Linked DNA regions of Mus musculus: region 2 is linked to region 1. A link is a contact called in public HiChIP or PLAC-seq data. All regions are on one chromosome and are shown on one strand. The core of a region is the stretch at or near the end of the contact, and the rest is flanking DNA. Distances in the headings are between cores, read along the strand shown.

Evidence for each region. HiChIP or PLAC-seq counts read pairs in DNA pulled down with a chosen protein or histone mark.
Region 2: a contact with region 1 is called in an H3K27ac HiChIP or PLAC-seq map of embryonic stem cells, with 32 read pairs. The contact joins the enhancer-like site here to the promoter of Fgd1 in region 1. A contact is called at or near these places in 4 of 39 promoter capture datasets (embryonic stem cells, hippocampal neurons, liver and 1 more), 3 of 484 Hi-C or Micro-C datasets (8-cell embryo and embryonic stem cells), 4 of 115 datasets of contacts at active chromatin or transcription factors (all in embryonic stem cells) and 2 of 9 other capture datasets (adipose tissue and pancreatic islet).

What each region holds. Positions count from the first base shown.
Region 1 is chrX:151,045,046-151,049,405 of GRCm38.p6, reverse strand. It overlaps Fgd1 (FYVE, RhoGEF and PH domain containing 1), which reads right to left and starts at 2,236. Exons shown (of 18, transcript NM_008001.4): 1 at 1,425-2,236. The coding sequence starts at 1,731. It overlaps Gm46690 (a long non-coding RNA gene), which reads left to right and starts at 3,314. Exons shown (of 2, transcript XR_001782846.2): 1 at 3,314-4,360.
Region 2 is chrX:151,121,536-151,125,895 of GRCm38.p6, reverse strand. No RefSeq gene overlaps it. Among named protein-coding and RNA genes, the nearest start is that of Tsr2, 27 kb to the right of the region's middle. Within about 2 kb of position 2,160, at least 12 of the 459 cell types and tissues checked have an H3K27ac peak or open chromatin away from gene starts, as enhancers often do. A contact at or near this core is called in 8-cell embryo and embryonic stem cells, where this site is marked.

The DNA.
Region 1 (4,360 bases), core at 987-3,486:
CTGCAGTGGGAGAGCTCTGGCTGTTTAGGGATTTGAAGGGAGGAGCTAAGATCAAGTATGTATGTATGTATGTATGTATGTATGTATGTATGAGTAGCATGTGTCCAGGGGAGTTTGGGAAGCCAGCAGAAGCAACAAGCAGGGCAGAGCATTAAAGAGTGTCAGCTGCCTATCTCCAGTTCACAAGGGGGTGAGGGGGGGCAGCGCCTGAAATCTCCCAGAGGTTCCATAACTATCCAAAGAAGAGACAGCAGAGAGAGGCGTATTCTGCCCATGTTTTATGCTTCACCAACTGTTCCTACTACCTGGTCCTGAGCCACAGTCCTAGTGATCTGTGGAAGGTGAGCTATGAGCCCTGGAAGCTGCTAAAAGCTCACCACCTCCTTCAGTCCCAGTGAAGATAGGGCAGATCCATACACTGTTCTTCCTTCAAGGCTCCCAGACTCAGGCCCACGTGAGAATATCCTAGAGGCTCTGCTAGGCTGCTCAGATACTCAGGACTATGAAAAGGCCCATCGGGGTCTGTGGCCCCAGCCTGACCTAGAGTTGTTCCACCACACTGCAAACCCAAGCAACCATCCTGATGATTTTTCCAAACAATCTCCTGGCCCAGCAGCTCTCCCTTCTGACCTCTCTGTCCTATTCCTTCGTACCAGCAGCGCCTTCAGCCCCTTCCTCCAGGCTCAGCTCCACCTTTCTCTCTCATCAATACCCCCTACCTCTTCCTCCCCTTGTCCTGTGGCCACACACACCTAGCAGAAGCACAATCTAGGATCAGTCCACCATCTCCCTCTCTCTTTTGCTCATACTTTCGGGCTACTGAGTCGTATAAGGGGAAATCACATAAGGAGAAAGCTTGCATTACTCTCCAGCTTCAGTTTGGGGAAGCGGGAAGACCACAGATTTTGGACTCTGATCTGTTTTTAAATCCAGGCACCATAATGACAGTGTGACCTTGGACAAGTTACTTCTCAAAGCCTCAGTCTGCACCCCTAAAAATGTAATTGATGATATCCACTTCACAGATGGCTCCTGAAGCTGAAACAAAAACCCTTGTAAAAGTACCCAGTTCAGTGCCATGCACAAATGTAGTCACTTAGCTAATGGGAGACTTCTTTTCTCCTATTCCAACCACATCCCCATTGCTGCCCTGAAATCCTGCCCCCTTTTCTTGGAGTGCTTCCTCTCCTGTTAGCCTCAACAGTTAGAAGAGAAAGGAGTCTTAAGGCTTGAGGGCGCAAGGGACAGATAAGAGCAAGGGGCAAAGGCTGAAAGGACTGGACCGAATACTGCAGGAGGTGGGGGTAGGGGTTGAGGGGACCCAAGGGGCTAGGGTGAGCATGTCGGCTCCAAGTCCTAGAACAAGAACCCGTTCCCGGTACCAGGCCCGTGGCCCAGGTTCCCATGCTGTCTGGATCACTCACCAGGCCGAGGCTGCGAGCCCTCCAGGTGGTAGGAGAAGCGCAGGGCCCGGTGGTGCTGAGGACTAGGGCCGCAGGGTAAGACCCGGGAGCTTGGAGGCGCTCCCAGGCTGGCATCCGAGGGTCCAACAAACTGAGGATCCAAAGGGCCTCCAAGAGCCGTGCCTGAGCCCCTGCTCACCGGCAGCCCGGGTTCCAAGGCTCCAGGGTCCGAGTCGGCACAGGCCAGCGGAGCGGCACCGGGGGTATTTGCCGCTGAGCGTTCGGGATCCGAAGGCCCAGGGCCCCCCGGGACTCGGTGGCCATGCATGGTCCGGGCCTGGGCGCGGGGCCCGGGCTCCCCGCTTGGCTCCAGTTCCTGGGGCGGAGGCGCGGGCGGAGAAGGCCCGGCGCCCGGCGGAGCAGCGGCCTCAGGCTCGGGGGGCGGGGCTGCGGGCTCAGCCCCACTGCGGAGACTCGAGCCCCCGACCCGGGCTCCGGCCAGCAGCCGTGGCGGCAGCAGCAGCAGCAGCCGCGGCCACCGCCGTTGCCGCGCCAGGCATCGCCAGCCCTGGCCCCAAGCGGGGAGTGGGCTCGGCGGGGCCGGGGGCCCGCTGGGGAGCGCTGTCTATGCGGCTGCGGCTAGGCGAGGGTCGGGGGCTGCGCTAGGCACGAGCTCTCCTAATAGATGACCAGTCACTTCCGTAGCCGGGGGCGAGCGGCCAGCCGGATCCCACCGAGGGGGGTCTCTTTCTCCCGGAATGAGAATCGACCTGGGTTCTCTGGGCTAGTCGGGAAGGGTTCTTCCTCCCGCCGCAGCGGAGGCTGGGGGCGGAGGAGAGGGGAGGGGGAGAGGAGAGGAAGGAGGGAAGAGAGGACGGCCGCGGCCGGGAGGCGCGCGTGTGCGCCGCGCTCTCCGGCTGCGAGGCTTGCCTTCGGGCAGTCCTCCGGAACGATGCTCCAGCCGTGCGGGCGGAGGACCGGGCTGGACCGGGCTTCTCCGCCTTCGTCCTGGGTCTGCACCGCGGCAGGCGGGAAGAGCCCTGGGAACTGGGGGATGGGGAGGCGCGAGCCGTTGCTGAGACAGCCGCAGCCACCGCGGCGCTGAGACCCAGTTATTGGAGCCCCGCCCCCTCGTCGGGATTTGAGCTTGGCCACGCCCCCTCGCTAGGGCCAGTTTCACCTCTAACTGCTAGGAGCTTAAGGCCCTCCTTCTGCTGGCCCTTCAGCTTTCCTTCCCATCCTTCCTTGGTCCCACAGAGGCGAGTCTCTGGGCCCAATTTCCGAAATCGACCCTTCCGTCGCATCTCATGCCTTCTTCCGCTCTCCCATCACACTCTTTCCCAGAAGCCTTTCCACATGTCCCAGAGTTAAGCTAGGCTTGGCACGTAGCGATCCTTTAGTACTTATTTTCTCAGACCAGATCTCATGGCCCTTTACTTTTCCACTCTTTTTGTCGCGGTCCCTTGTTTTGTCCGTTACCCGGCTGGCAGCAACCCAAAACTGAACCAGTCCAACTGTTTGCCTTTTTTTCCATGCTTGTGCCCAGGCAGCTGAACACTACTGGGTAACACTACAATTTTCCACATTTGTGTCATGATAAACCCTCATTTCCCAGCTTCTACAAGTCCCTCAGAACTGACCCGACACCCTACTAGTAGTCAACTTTCTTTTCTGTTTCACCCCCATTGCCTAGATAACTCTCATCCATGGTGGCCATATCAAATCTAGTCTCCCCAAGATCTTGATTTGTGCCCCCAACTCCGTCCCACGGTACTTAGCTGATAAGCCCATGTCCTACTTACATGGAGTGAACAGAAGACGCCAGAAGAAAGGTCTGGAATTCTTAGCAACAGACCTCTGAGTTCGTTCCGAGTCCCTTCGCTCTGGGCTTTAAACAGTCAGGTATCTTCTCCCATCTAAAAAAACAAGCACCAAAAGTTATCTCTCTTCTCTTTTTACAGATGACTCAAGACTTGCTCATAGTCAAGTGTCCCATTTCCTACCTCCCACTTATCTTTAACCCTGCTACAACTCACCTCTACTACTTCTTCCAAGCTATTTTTCTTATCAAGGTCTTCCATAGCTTACGTTACTAAACCGAAAAGAATCTCTTTAGAGGTCATCCTACTTGGACTTGCTAGCATTCAGGTAGCACCAGTGACCTCTCCCTTCTCCTGAAATTGCTTCCCTATGACATATCATGCTTATTTTTCTCCTTTTTCCTTTTCAGTTTCCTCCTCGTCTTAGTAGTGTTCTTGGGAGCTTTGGCCTGAGCTCTGTCTTCCCACGCACTCTCTCTGGTCTTTCCCTCAATATCTCATTTGCTTCTATGGCTTCAATTATTACTTCTTTGATAGTTACTCTAAAATACTTCAAATCAAAACATTTTTCCTGGCCCAGACATTCAGCTGGTTAGAAAACAACATTGTTTGAAAATCCTAGAGAAACCTAGAATCTCTGTTCTTTCCCAACTCAAGAAATCCTCTCTCAATGAGCTGTACCTTACCTAAGTGAAGGATCTTGGTCAAAGTAGAGATCTAAGCTATACCCTGGCTCTTTTCTCTCTCTCTCTCTTCTACACCTCCCCCCCCCATGCAATTGCCAAGTCTTCCTATCATCTACAGGACCATCTCCATCATCTACTTATACAGTCTCATTTCCATTGCCACTCGCTGGTGTAGGCTAGTACAGCTTCTAATCTGCAATACCTTCACAGCTCTCCTGTTTCAGTCTTGTTCTCTGGAATCTATTCTTAACTATTTTTCATTATCATGTATCAAACCCAAAGCCTCAGGCAAGACAGGCAAGTGTTCACTGAGTCCTGGAATCTATTCTCTATATTGTAGGCAGTCTGTATTATTACTATTTTTTGAGACAAGCTCTCACTGTGTAGCCTAGGCAGGCCTTGAATTTATAATCCCTCTGTGGTTGCCTCCTGAGTGATGAGACTAAGGGCA
Region 2 (4,360 bases), core at 911-3,410, 77 kb before region 1:
CTGCTACTTTTGTGGGGTTGGAACATGCCTCCCTTATTCTATTACCAGCTTTCTGTTTTCCAACTCCCTCTCTCCCTAAGCTTGGCTATTTTGTGTCTGCATGGCTCTATCTCCTGGATTCTGATTAAAGGTGTGTACCACCATCCCTAGATCTAAATGTAGCTGGGTAAGATCTTGCCCCAAAGTCCCACCCCCTTAATCTGTTGTCTCCTAGAACACAGGATTCGGTTCCATTTCATTTCCTAGTGCCCCTCTAATATTGAAACCATATATTTTATATTTCTCCTTTCAAAGCTTGCTACACTTGTACAAAATAAGAGACTTAACCAGAGAACAAAGTCTCTGCTGGGCCTTTTTGAGACTTTGTCAATGCAATTAATCTGAGTCTCTTCACCTTAGCCTCAGGCATACTCTTCAGACATGGGCAAAAAATAGCCACATTCTCCACCAAAATACCACAAAAACAGTCTCTAGGCCACATATTGAAATTCTTCTCCTCTGAAAACTGTAGGGCCAGGTCTGCACAGTTCAAATCACTCTCAGTAACAAAGTCTTCCGTATTCCTACTAGGATGACCCATTAAGCCCTACTTAAAGCATCCCATGGCTTTTCAAGTCCAAAGTCCCAAAATCTACATTCTTCCAAACAAAAGTATAGTCAGGCCTATCACAACAATACCTCAGTCCCTGGTACCAACTTCTGTCTTAGTTAGGTTTTTGTTTGTTTGTTTTGTTTTATTTTGTTTTTGAGACAGGGTTTCTCTGTATAGCCCTGGCTGTCCTGGAACTCACTCTGTAGACCAGGCTGGCCTTGAACTCAGAAATCCACCTGCCTATGCCTCCCAAGTGCTGGGATTAAAGGCATGGGCCACCACTGCCTGGCTTAGTTAGGGTTTTCTGCTGTGAACAGACACAATGACCAAAGCAACTCTTATAAGGACAACATTTAATTGGGGCTGGCTTACAGGTTCAGAGGTTTAGTCCATTATCATCAAGGTGGGAGCATGGCATCATCCAGGCAAGCATAGTGCAGATAGAGCTGAAGGCTCTACATCTTCATCTGAAGGCCGTTAGCAGGTTACTAGCTTCCAGCAGCTAGGAGTAGGGTTTTAAAGCCTGAACCCATAGTGGCACACCTACTCCAATGAGGCCACACTTATTACAACAGGGCCACAACTTCTAATAGTGCCACTCCTTGGGCCAAGCATATACAAACCATAACAATTTCCCTGATGGCTAAGAAAATTGAATGTTTCTTTAAGTATTTCTTTTTTGTTTAAGTGGAAAGATCCACTTTGGCTTTTTGATACAGGGTTTTTCTGTGTAGCCCTGACTGTCCTGGAACTCACTCTGTAGACTAGGCTGGCCTTGAAATCAGAAATCCGCCTGTCTCTGCCTCCCAAGTGCTGGAATTAAAGACATGTGCTACCACTGCCCCGCTCTTTAAGTATTTCTTAAACCATTTGAGTTTCCTCTATTAAGAATTTTCTGTTTAGGTCTTATTTCATTTTTTAATTGGTTTATTTGTTTTGGTGATATCTAGTTTCTTGAGTTCTTTATTTATTTTGAACTTTAGTCTTGTGGAGAGACTTTCTGAGTGCCACTTGACAAGAATCTGACATTGGCCAAGGACAAGGAAATGGACCAATTGACAGGAATCTGACTTTGGCCAATGATGAGGAAATAGACTGCTTCACAGGAATCTGACATTGGCCAAGGACAAGGAAATGGACCACTTGTCAAGAATCTGACATTAGGCCAGACAAAGAAGTAAATCCTGGCAGGAATCTGACATTAGCATGACAAAGAAGTAAATCGAGGAGCGACCTTGACTTTAACCAAGGACAAGGAAGTGAGAATCTGATTTTAGAGTAGAACAAAAGAAGTAGGCTTCAGGCAAGATTTTGGGCTAGGTCATGGAAGTGGGCTCAGGTATTTTGGTTATTCTGACAACCTCTTGGAAACATCTGTCACAGGACTTTGCTTACTGCCTTGCTAGTTCCTTATTGTACTGCTAACCCTTAATATTTGCATGTAATTAAAATGGTATAAAACATTAAAACTGCCTTCAGTTTCAGAATTGACTGGGGTCATGCTACAATGTTGTCTAATTGTCATTTTCTTTTTAATCCTCACTCCTGCGAGGGAGAACCTGTCGCCTGACTGAACAGCCTTGGTCATAGCCCTCTATTGGGTGTGTAGTTCGTAAAATTCTTCTCCCATTCTGTAGGCTGCTGTTTTGTCCAAATATCTGCGATTTTTTTTTTTTTTTTTTTTGGTTTCATGAGGTTCCCTTTACTGATGGTTGATGTTAGTGCCTATGCCAATGGTGTTCTGCACAGAGTCTCCTGTGCCAATGAGTTCAAGGTCATTCACCACTTTCTCTTCTATTAGGTTCAGTGTATCTGCTTTGCAGGGCAGTAAGCATGGGTCTATTTGCATTCTTCTACATGCAGACATCCAGTTTGACCAGCACCATTTACTGAAGAAGCTGCCTGTTTTCCAATGTGTGTTTCTGCTCCTTTATCAGGAATCATGTGTCCATAGATGTGTGGATTTATGTCTGAATCTTTAGTTTGATCATATTGTTTTATGACAATACCATGCTGTTTTTATTTCTATAGCTTTGTAGCAAAACTTAAATTGGGGATAGTGGAACCTCCAGCAGTTCTTTTATTATTCAGGATTGTTTTTGATATCCTGTTTTTTGTTTATTTGTTTTTGCTTTGTATTGGTGTGTGTGTGTGTGTGTGTGTGTGTGTGTGTGCGCGCGCGCGCGCGCGCGCGCGCTTAAGAGTGTGTGTGCATGTTTCCATGTGAAGCTTGAGATTATCATTTCAAGATCTGTGAAGAACTGAATTGGAATTTTGATGGGAATTACATTTAATCTGTAGATTGCTTTGGTAGGATGGCCATTTTACTTTATTAATCCTGCCACTCTATGAGCATAGGAGATCTTTCCATTTCCTGATATATTTTTCAATTTCTTTCTTAATTGTCTTAACATTTTTAGTTTTTTGTTTTGTTTTGTTTTGTTTTCAAGACAGGGTTTCTCTGTGTAGCCCTGGCTGTCCTGGAATTCACTTTGTAAACCAGGCTGGCTTTGAACTCAGAAATCCACCTGCCTCTGCCTCCCAAGTGCTGAGATTAAAGGTGTGTGCCACCACCACCCTGCTTAGTCAGGGTTTCTATTCTTGCACAAACATCATGACCAAGAAACAAATTGGGGAGGAAAGGGTTTATTCAGCTTACATTTTCCTCACGGCTGTTCTTCACCAAAGGAAGTCAGGACTGGAGCTCAAGCAGATCAGGAAGCAGGAGCTGATGCAGAGGCCATGGAGGGATGTATTACTGGCTTGCTTCCTGGGGCTTGCTCAGCTTGCTTTCTTATAGAACCCAAGACTACCAGCCAAGAATGGCACACTGTTTTTGTCTTTCTGCTCCTTGTTCAGTACATTGTCATCTTGGACTATCTTGATGACTCAAGACAGATTTACATCTTTTTATGTCTAAACCTAGCCACTGTAATACAGACAATATTTATAAATATTGTCCAAGATTGTGTAAATTTGACATTTGTTTTTACTGTTTCCTTTGCTGTTTTGATTTTTGTTCTTTTTCTTTTTTTTTTGAGACAGGGTTTCTCTGTATAGCCCTGGCTGTCCTGGAACTCACTCTGTAGACTAGGGTGGCCTCGAACTCAGAAATTTGCCTGTCTCTGCCTCCCAAGTGCTGGAATTAAAGGCATGAACCACCACTGCCTGGCTGTTTTGATCTTTTTATTTGATGGAGTCCCACTTATTTTTTTCTATTATTGCTGACAACTGTTTTAATTAAATGTTATTAAGACCCAAAAAAGTATGTCCTTATGATTCTATGGATTTTTTTGTCTCCCCCTTTTTTGTTTCTGATTTTGTTAATTTGGATATTCTCTCTGCCTTTTGTTCATGTGGTTAAAGATTGCCAATCTTACTGATTCTCTTAAAGAACCAACTCTTTATTATATTAAATCTTTGTATTTTGTTTGTTTTTTGTTCATATTTTATTGATTTTTAGTCCTGAGTTTGAGTATTTCTTGCCATCTACTCCTTATGAGTGTAATTTTTTTCTTTTTGTTCTAGAGCTTTCAGGTGTCCTGTTAAGTTACTAGTATGAGATTTCTCGAATTATTTTATGTAGGTACTTAGTACTATGAACTTGCCCCTTAGACCTGCCTTCATTGTGTCTCCCTATAAGATTGTGTATATTGTCTATTCATTTTCATTCAATTCTAGAAAGTCCTTAATTTTTTTTCTTAATTTCTGTCTTGACCCATTTTTTTTAATCCAGTGGAGAGTTGTTCAGGTTCCATGACTTTGTAA